Regions from separate parts of the Hordeum vulgare genome. Here regions 2 and 3 are each linked to region 1. Evidence: chromatin contacts called from public Hi-C data. All regions are on one chromosome and are shown on one strand. The core of a region is the stretch at or near the end of the contact, and the rest is flanking DNA. Distances in the headings are between cores, read along the strand shown.

The links. A called contact is a pair of places that touch in the nucleus more often than the background predicts.
Region 2: a contact with region 1 is called in a Hi-C map of leaf, with 4 times the contacts expected there. The contact joins the promoter of LOC123429696 here to the promoter of LOC123425321 in region 1. A contact is called at or near these places in 3 of 6 Hi-C or Micro-C datasets (leaf and seedling) and 1 of 1 datasets of contacts at active chromatin or transcription factors (embryo).
Region 3: a Hi-C map of seedling shows a contact between it and region 1, with 2.8 times the contacts expected there. The contact joins the promoter of LOC123425320 here to the promoter of LOC123425321 in region 1. A contact is called at or near these places in 1 of 6 Hi-C or Micro-C datasets (seedling) and 1 of 1 datasets of contacts at active chromatin or transcription factors (embryo).

The regions. Positions count from the first base shown.
Region 1 is chr2H:100,695,292-100,698,543 of MorexV3_pseudomolecules_assembly, reverse strand. It overlaps LOC123425321 (protein TIFY 10b-like), which reads left to right and starts at 1,717. Exons shown (of 5, transcript XM_045109004.1): 1 at 1,717-2,156; 2 at 2,407-2,551; 3 at 2,977-3,224. The coding sequence starts at 2,030.
Region 2 is chr2H:101,173,507-101,176,758 of MorexV3_pseudomolecules_assembly, reverse strand. LOC123429696 (SPX domain-containing protein 6-like) reads right to left here and starts at 1,768. Exons shown (of 2, transcript XM_045113706.1): 1 at 1,293-1,768; 2 at 434-1,182. The coding sequence starts at 1,766. The coding sequence ends at 679.
Region 3 is chr2H:100,294,254-100,297,505 of MorexV3_pseudomolecules_assembly, reverse strand. LOC123425320 (oligouridylate-binding protein 1-like) reads left to right here and starts at 1,496. Exons shown (of 12, transcript XM_045109003.1): 1 at 1,496-1,750; 2 at 2,925-2,986. The coding sequence starts at 1,625.

The DNA.
Region 1 (3,252 bases), core at 468-2,967:
GGAGGGGATTTTCATGGGTCAGGACAGTCAGACGCGGGCTTGGATGCTATTCGGACGCCCGTAAATCCTTCCATGTTTGTCTCCAGTTTGTGGGAGAAAATATGTGTGAAATGTCCTTTAGACCGATACAAGTCCCTGTTGGATGACGTCCACGGTCCAGATGGCGTGGTCCGAACGGATGCGGGTGATTTGTGTGTCGTCGTTGAGATGCCCTTAGTCCGCGCACAAACATGGTTCGACAAGGCATTCACATGTTCAAAACGTTGTGCTCCTCGTTTTAGTTTAAAATTTCAAATTTAAGATAATTTGTACGGCTCGTATTTATAGGATATATAAGTGGTAGTTGTGTTTGTTAGGCGTCTAGTGCAAGCTAGCAGATCATCGGATTCAATATCACATGGTGTGATTTTTTTTCATTTTTAAATTAATTTGTATGTGAATAAATGAAAAGTAAGGGAGTTATCCCTTAAAAAAATACTTCCAGACACTGACAGGTGGGCCTACACCATGCTGGCACACCACACATGCATGCTATATGACCGAATATGGTCGAAAGCATCGAATTTTCATGCTGAAACAACTTAAGTGACTACAATTCTGTATTTTACAAGTTTTAGAATCAAACTCAACACTGAGCGCAAGTTATGTGACTTTCAGTGATATTACCTCAACTCCAGTTGTGTTGAAACTTTGTAGCGCAATCTGGTTTTAAATTTGCATTATGAATCTTAGAGCCTGTTTGGGACTACTCTGCTTCTGAAAATTCAGCTCCGCTTTAAAAAACGTAAGCCAAACGGGGTAACTCCACGATATACCGTTCCGCAAAAAAACTAAAATCTTGGGTCCAACTCTTTGTTTTTTGTGAAGGTCTCTAGAAGGTGCTCATAAAATTATAGAAGTTGGAGTTGAAAGAAAATTACCCATCACTGCCACGAGTAAGTGGATACCTCTTTGTTTCTTACCTCTCATCCAATTAAATAGATCCATTCTATCAAATTTTTTATTCATAAAGCTGGAGCTAAATGAGAGCATACATTTTCTTAAAATGATTGCAACTTCTATATAAAACTACTTTAAAGTGAATTTGATGAAACGAAACTGATTTTAATGAAACAGAGTAATGCTAAACAGGCGTATAAAGGATTCATTATGTCCGGAGTCCGGACCTTGAGTTCCCGCAAAATCGTCCCGCTTCACAGTCAAAATTGTTGGTTTGAACTAACCATGCGTCCCTAATTCTAATCCTCCTAGTTAATCCATGAAAGTCCAATTTCACACGCGCGCGCGCGCACACACACACACACAAAAAGAGAGCAAAGACCGGCAGAAACGTGAGAAGAAGTCACGAGGGAACAGTGAGAGAGCAGTGTGAGGTCAAAACCCGGATCTGAACAAACACCCCCGTAGCCCAGCCTCCCTCCGCTCGCGTTCTACTCCCACAGTACGCCCCACGATCGCAGTCGCACGGTTAACACTCAACAGCACGCGCACATGGGGAAGGCGGCCCCACCCGCGCTTAGAGAAAATATCATCAAAGCAAGCAAGCAAGAAGAGAGAGAGAAAGAGAAAGAAGGAAAGAGAATTTCGAAAGGTGCCGGCCCCGAAAGCCCCCCCACCTCCACACCACACGAACCACGTGCGAAATTTCCAGCAATCATCGCGGTCCCCTCCCCGCTCAATTTTAATATAAACGCACAAAACCAATCCAACCATCGAAATGGCACCCACGCTCCCACTAGATTAATCGGGCTTTTCCACCGCGGGGGGCTGGAATAGATTTCAATTCGCCAAGGCAGAAACCGCGTCCTCCCTTATAAACGCGCAACGCGCACGACGCGTACACACCACCATCCCGCACGCACGCACGACAGGCAGCAGCACGAGGAAGGCAAGCCGAGCCGAGCCAACGACCACCACCGCCGCGAGACTAGCAACCACGAGCGAGCTTCGTCGATTCCGTCTGCGCCCCGCGGCTAGCTTCGGAGGAAGGGGAGGAGGTTCGGAGGTGGAGCCGAGGGAGAGATCGGAGATGGCGGCGGCTTCCGCGAGGCAGGGGGAGAGGGCGACCAGCTTCGCCATGGCCTGCAGCCTGCTCAGCCGCTACGTCCGCCAGAACGGCGCCGCCGCGGCCGAGCTCGGCCTCGGAATCAACAAGGGTGAGCGGGGCTGCTGTTCGCTACTTCATTCATTTATTTACTGGTTGGTTGGGGAGGTTGCGTTCCGATTCGTGGAGAAATGTTTCTGTTCTCTTGTATGGGGATTTCGCGCGAGATCTGGGTTTGTTTTCGGAATTTTCGGGACGAAGGTCCGCCTCGCGTCGATTTGGTCTGGAATTTGGTAGCTGGTGGAGTGAATTGAGAAAGAAATCCAGCTCTCTGATCTGTGGAGGCTTCGATTGGGTTTCAGGTGAGGCCGAGGCTCAGAGGGCGGCGGACACCAAGAGCCCTTTGCCCGGGGCGGAGGGCGAGGAGGCCGGCAGGAAGAAGGAGACCATGGAGCTGTTCCCGCAGAGCGCCGGCCTGCACGACGCCGCCGCCCCCGATGCTACCAGGTATTGGATCATGCCACTTTCCTCTACTCCATTTTTAGCCTTGTGCCTATTAGCGCAAGTCATAATCCATGCACATGAAAGTCAGATGTCGAGTTTATCTGAACGGTACTGGATTCTGCAAGGCCTGAAATCTAGCTGAGAGTGATTGCGATAACCGATTTCTATATTTGCCACCAACTGCTCCCTGGTTGAAATGATTTCTTCTTGGGATGGAGCAATCAAGCATACATCCTCGGAGCTATTAATATTACTAAGTTTGCCCATGCTCGAAAGTGTCACTAATCGACCTTAAACCGTGTACTTGCCGATATAACACGGCTGATCGAGCCCAGTTTGTTTCTAAACGAATCAAAAATATGGTTTCCCAAAGAACGAGGTTAGTCCGCAACTATACTTATTAATTGCTGCGTGCAAATGAATTTCAGGGAGGAAGACAAGAGCCAGCTCACCATCTTCTATGGTGGGAAGGTGATCGTGTTCAACGATTTCCCAGCCGACAAGGCAAAGGGCCTAATGCAGTTGGCTGGCAAGGGCATCCCTGTTGTTCAGAACGTCTCTGCGACCACACCTGTCGCAGACAGCCCCAAGGTCCAGCCGGCCGTGCTGGCCCCAGCAAGTAGTTTGCCTAGTGATCCCGTTGATGCTCATAAGTCTGCTCGTCCGAATGCTTCTGGTAATTACCCAGTGATTTATTGTACTAT
Region 2 (3,252 bases), core at 519-3,018, 480 kb before region 1:
CAATAAATAGTTTATCTTCGTCGCTTTTGATGTGGTCTTTTGGCCGCTTCTCTACAATATCAAGGTATATTCGTTTCGGCGAAGGAATCATCTTGCGTAGCTCGATCCTGACGGAATTGTTTCTCTAAACATATGAACCCTCGGTGTCGATTTGCTTGATCCAGTCAGATAGCATTGTCAGCTTCAGACTAATGGATTGACTCGTGAATGGTCTGAAAATTCAGAGACGGTATGACCGTTCGAACGGTTGATTTCTGTTGGACGTTTTTCCTTGACCTCTGGATTCGTCAGGAGCCAGAGATGAATTTTGTTGTTTCTTAGTAAATTAGAACCATGACCTTTCTTCGGCATCATGGCAGTTTGAATGAGATTTAATTTTCTACGACGCACTCAACCATATTTAAGCACAAACTCAACTAGATTTGACGCTCGGTTAGTGTCCTGAGTCCTGACAAAGATTTATATAGGAGCATAACATAATGCACAGTAGTATGAATTTGTATGCTCACATCTTGTTACCATCTTACACCAGCGTGGTAAAAAGAAAGGGAAACAAAAAAAGAAGTTAGAAACTACAGATAGCCAATTACATATCTGTGGATGTGGCTGGTGAGGCCACCAAGAAGAGGCCGGCGGGGGTCATTGGACGGGGAATGGAATGGGGGACGACGGCGGCGGCTAGAAGGAGCGGAGCCAGTCCGAGTCCGGCAGGTTGAGCGGCGGCAGCGAGTGGCGGCCGCGCGTGGAGCTGCTGCTGCGCACGTCCTGCATGGCCAGGAGCGCCGACACGGTGTTGCGGAAGATCCTCTGCTCCGCTGCGACCAGGGCCTCGCGGTCCCGCCGCGCCGCCGCCTGCCCCTCGCCGGGCGCCGTGGGGAACACTGCCTCCATCATGGCCTCGCACTCCCTCACCATCAGGGACACCGCCTCCACCGTGAAGAAGGGCTGCACCAGCACCGTCTCGATCACGGCGAGCCGGATCCCTGCGCCCGTGCGCTTGTCGTACTTCTTGAGGATCTTGGCCAGGCCGATGTAGTTGACGCTGCTGTAGTTGAGCAGCAGCACCATCTCGCCGTGGAAGTTGACGATCTCCCTCCGGATCGCCGCGATCTCGGCCTCGTGCGCAGCCGCCGGCACCGCCACCTTCCTCTCCAGCGCGCTCCTGATCGCCCCCTGCAGCTCCTGCTCGCACATACACACACACCACCAAGAACGCACGGACCGTCAGAGAAATTCGCAGGGCAGGCGAAGCCATTGGGACTGGCTGGCTAGCAATCAGCGCGTACACGTACCCTGTGGGTGATGATGAAGAACTCCTCCTGCTCGATGAAGAAGGCGTTGATCTTCTCTATTTGAACGTCGAGGCGGGCGACGAACTCGGCCGGCGAGACGGCGCCGATGACGGGCTTGAGCTCGTTGTAGCTCAGGAACTCGTCCTTCCATGCCGGGAGGCTCTGCTCGATCTGCCGCTTGAGCCACTTACCGAATTTCATGGCGTGCAAATCAATCCAGAGGCCGCCGACTGCCTTCTGCTCAACTAATCCCCAACCGAAATCAACTAATCTCGCCTCCTCGAGGGCAATGCAACGACAATCTGCGATATGAAGGTGAGCAATCGGTGGTGTTGGCGGATTAATGAGGGGTGAAGCGGCGATGAGTGCTGGTAATATAGGCGCGGGCACCGTACGTACGTGGTTAGTGAGGTAAGCGGTTGGAGGAGAGGAAGAGGAAGAAGATGGCGACGTTCTTGGAATATTTACCGGCATATGCTAAGCGTGGCAAGGGGCGTGGGGCGTGGGGCGGTGTGCGTGAGACCGTGGCTATGGGCACCCGGACGACGGGTGTAACGGTTGGTCGCAGGGACCCTCGTTGAGATTTTGAAATCCTTCTCCTCTCTACTACTCTCTCCATCCCAAAATAAGTGATTTAAAAATAACTCGACTTTGCACTAACTTTAATACAAAGTTGAGTCACTTTTGAATCACTTATTTTGAGACGGAGGAAGTACTTAGTACCGACTCTGTACCATGAACTGTTAAAACGTCATATATTATATTGATCCAGAACTCGTGAGCTTATAGAAGTGGTATGGAAGGAGTAGGTTAGAGCAACTCTAGGGGATACGTTAATCCGTTCGCCCCACTAAATAACCGTCAATATATAGAATCTGGATGAAATCAAATTACGATCAGATTCATATATCAACCTGACCCGTAAAAAAAATATGTACTATGACCCGTAACTGCTAAATCTATCGTTTTCCCCTCCTCTTTAAGGTTCCCTCTCTCGAGTGGCGGGAGAAATTTTTTGCTCGCACTCGCCATTCCGCTGCCGCCCCCGTTGTAAACCTTCGATGATATTTGCTTCCCCTGGCCACTATGCGCCATGAAGAGCTTCGGTCGTCCTCGCTCGCATCTTCTTCACCAAGATTGGTGCTTGGGTGGCTAATTTTCCCCGCGAGCGGGCCGCAGCCGACGCCATGGATCCGACCGGTAGCTTCGTGGAGTGGCTCGTTACGGGCGGATCCAACTGCTCCAGCCGTGAGTGAGCTACACAGTCATCCAGGCGTGCCAAAGCCACGGACATGGGGCCAAGGGGAAGTAAGGGGCGGTGGCGAAAGATTTCTATTTGATCGGGGTGCGGAAGTTTGGGGTGACGGATTTGGTTCCGACCAAAGCTAATATATAGGTCTTTCCTCTCGATTTAATTTCCGACCAAGGGGTGATTGTGACAAAGTCCCAGATTTATTTTCATAGATGGATTCCTCGTCGTCGGATTCAGATGATTCCTACATAGAGGAGATGTTTTTTAACGATGATGTCGAGCACCTCCTCTTGTTGCAACTTGCCTAAGAGTTTGAAGTCGACAAGAAGAAAAAGCACCACGGATCGAAGGTTAGCCGTCTTTGCATTCTGGGCAACTGAGCTCTCAGCCACAATATTCTCATGAAAGACTACTTTGTCGAGTTACCAACCTATTCGGCTCACCTCTTCTGTAGGCATTACCGAATGTGTAGATCTCCTTTTGTTCGCATTACTCAAGCTTGTGAGAAAGATTGTTGTTTCTTAACTCGTCGGAGGAATGCCGTCGGGTTGCTTAGATTTAGTACATACCAAAAAATATCGGTGACAATGAGAGCAATAGCATATGGCATTCCAGCTGATTACACCGATAAGTATATTTGCATTGGAGAATATACCACGTTATCGAAAAAAGGCTTCCGTCCTTCTTTATATATAAAGCACCACAGCC
Region 3 (3,252 bases), core at 247-2,746, 400 kb after region 1:
GCAAATGTTTTTGTAACACGGGCTATGTTGTAAATGTTTTTGCAACACGGGCTATGTTGCAAATGTTTCCGCAACACGAGCTTTGTTGCAAAGTTCTGCAACACTACCTTTATTGCAATGGTGTGGGCGGGATTGGACCGTAGGATGACGCTGAATGTATACGGAGGCGGCGAAACTTTTAGAAAGATTTGTTGGCCAACGCGGTCCTTTTTTATAAGGGAAAAGTTTACGTTCAGCCGACGGATCGCACGCGAGCGATCCGCCGGCTCCTCTGTACGACGCGTGTTTTTTTCATGTAACTTTACATGTGTCGCAAAATTTTCCTCCGCAACAATACACACGTTGCAAAACAAAAACGAAGAAAACGCCGAAACATGCGCAAAGAAAAAAACTGCAACAAAGCGATTGTTTCAAAAACTCGAGCGTTGTTTCAGGAATTACTGGGTGCCGAGCCGAAGCGCGCGCGAAGAAAAAACTGTAACAAAACGATTATTTCAGAAACTCGAGTGTTGTTTCAGGAATTACCGGGTGCCCAACCGAAGCGCGCGCGAAGAAAAAAAAACTGCAACAAAGCGATTGTTTCAGAAACTCGAGCATTGTTTCAGGAATTACCGGATACCCAGCCGAAGCGCGCGCGAAGAAAAAAAACCTGCAACAAATCGATTATTTCAGAAACTCGAGCATTGTTTCAGGAATTAGGCCAAAGCCCCACGTGTGAATCGGATTGGAAATAATCCGTCGGTGGACGCGTAGCGTTGCCCAAGGGCAACGCTACGCGTCCACCGACGGATTATTTCCAATGATCCGTCACCTTTACAGCCGTTTGATTATCTCCATCCAGCCGATCTGCACGCGGGGCTTCATCCGAGCATCCAGTAATTCCTGAAACGACGCTCGAGTTTCTGAAACAATCGCTTTGTTGCAGGTTGTTTTTCTTCGCGCGCGCTTCGGCTGATCACCCGTAATTTCTGAGACAACGCTCGAGTTTCTGAAACAATCACTTTGTTGCAGTTTTTTTTCTATGCACGAATTTCGACTGGGCACTTAGTAATTTCTGAAACAACGCTTGAGTTTCTGAAACAATCGCTTCGTTGCAAAAAATAATTCCTTTCTCTTTCTGCAACAGTGGCCGTGTTGCAGAAACAACAAGAGAAATAACAAACTATGCAAAAGAACGTGCCTGATCAAGCATGGATCAAGCGATTCAACGGCTGTGTGGGTGGCGGAGCTCTCCGCGCGATCAGCCGGTAGAGCGTTAGCTTTTTCCTTTTTATAAAGCCACGTCTATCATAGTGTAAAAAAGTCTTACATTTTAGGACCGACGGGTATATAAAAGGACCGCGTTGTTAACACTGTTTTTTTTAGGCAGGATTAACACTGGATAATACAGGGGTCGCCGGTGGGTCGCCGGGAGGAGACCCAAAACCGAAAACTAGCGAGCGAGATTCCAGGCCCACGTATTCAGGGACAGACCCGACCCAAGACACGAGGCAAAACAAACAGGCTCTACCCTTTCCCTTCATTCATCCCTCTTTCTCTTTCTCTTCCACCCCGACCTTCTCGACCCTTCCATCCCCTCCCCCACCCCACCAATCTACCGTCGACTGGGCAGCGGGGCCGCGCGATGCTGCCGCAGCAGAACCAGGCCCAGGCGGCGGCGATGATGCAGCAGGCGGCGGCGCTGCAGTCCATGTACGCGATGCCGCCGCCGCCCCACCACCACCTCCTCGGCGCCGCGCCGCCGCAACAGGTCCGTACGTTACCGCTCACCTACCCACCCGCTCCCCCACCGCGCCCGCCCGCACGGCGGCGTCCCGCGGAAGTTTGGTCCGCCGGAGGGCTGATTTTGGATGAGCCTAGTGTTCGAACATCGGGGACGGCTGTAGCCTGCGGGCGTTTGGGTTTGTCCCCTGTTACCCGCTTTGTCTTGGTGGTTTGGGAGGTGCTTCTAGTCTGAAGCAGTTTTTGGTAAATGGAGCGATTGTTTATTGAGCCAGGGGATTCGTGGAATTCCGCTGTTCAGCGTGTCTCCAGTGTCAGAGTGGACTGGATTCTGTCGGCGCTGCCTAAGTAGAAACCTAGGACAGTAGTGTTCTAACTGGCCGCGAATGATCAAGTTCACTCTGTTCGTTTCGGGTATAAGGAGCATAGCGAGTGATCTTAAGGTGCTTAGCGTTTGATTTCGATGTCCAGTTAAGCGAGGGAACAGTCTCCAGGTTATATGGACGTTTTTATATATTATTATGTTGGAGTGAATGAGTAGCGAGTAATTGGTAAGAGTCCGGTTCTAGGATTTCTCATTTGTTTCACTTTGCAAAACCAATAGGATGATTTCAGCCTGTTTGGTTAAGTTTCTTAACGGGATTGAGGACTTATTGGTCTGGAGTGATAGTACTAGGACTTTGATTTTTAGTTAGTGGTTTGCTTGTGATGCTGATTAGGTGGAAGACTGCTAATGTTTCAAATTATGGTATTCTGGACCTTTTGGTTGATTGATTAAATTTTACTCATCCAATTCTAGCTGGGAGCTGCATTAACCTTGCCGCTCTGTTGTATCATTTTTTACCCAAATGATTTGACATTGTGGGTTATTTTTTAAGTATCTTTCACCCAAATAATGAGTTTTGTGCTTGCCTTGTCATGCACCTGATGTAAAATGCTTACATTGTTATTACATGACATTTTCCAGTATTTTGCATTTACGCATACCTTTTTTCCTGACCGATTAGGTTTTCATCGCAAACTCAAAGCATGTAGATTCTTTTATTCTTGATGTTACACTTAACATATTGGAACTTCCTTGTGATATCTTATAGTGTGCTGTGCTGTATAGCTTGCACACATTTGACTTCTTCTTATGTTCTTGCTTATCAATAGATTTTTCTTTTCTTTCCTTCATTATTTTTATATTTTTATTTTTGCAGATAGAGCCAATTCTTACTGGAAATCTGCCACCTGGTTTTGATACAAGTACATGCCGCAGTGTGTGAGTCCCATTAGTGATTTTTTTCTTTATTTTTTTCTTTGCATGCTTTGGATTGCATATCACATTTTGAACTTTTACTTCCTTTTGCTTGCACACTTGTAGATTTATAATACTCCCTCCGATCCAATGTAAGTGTTGCAGTCTTGAACTAATGTTTAATTAAGTTAAGTTCAAAACTGCGACACTTACATTGGATCGGAGGGAGTACCTAGTTTCACTTTGATGCTCTTGCATGGATATCGTCTATTTTTGTCTGGCAAATACTT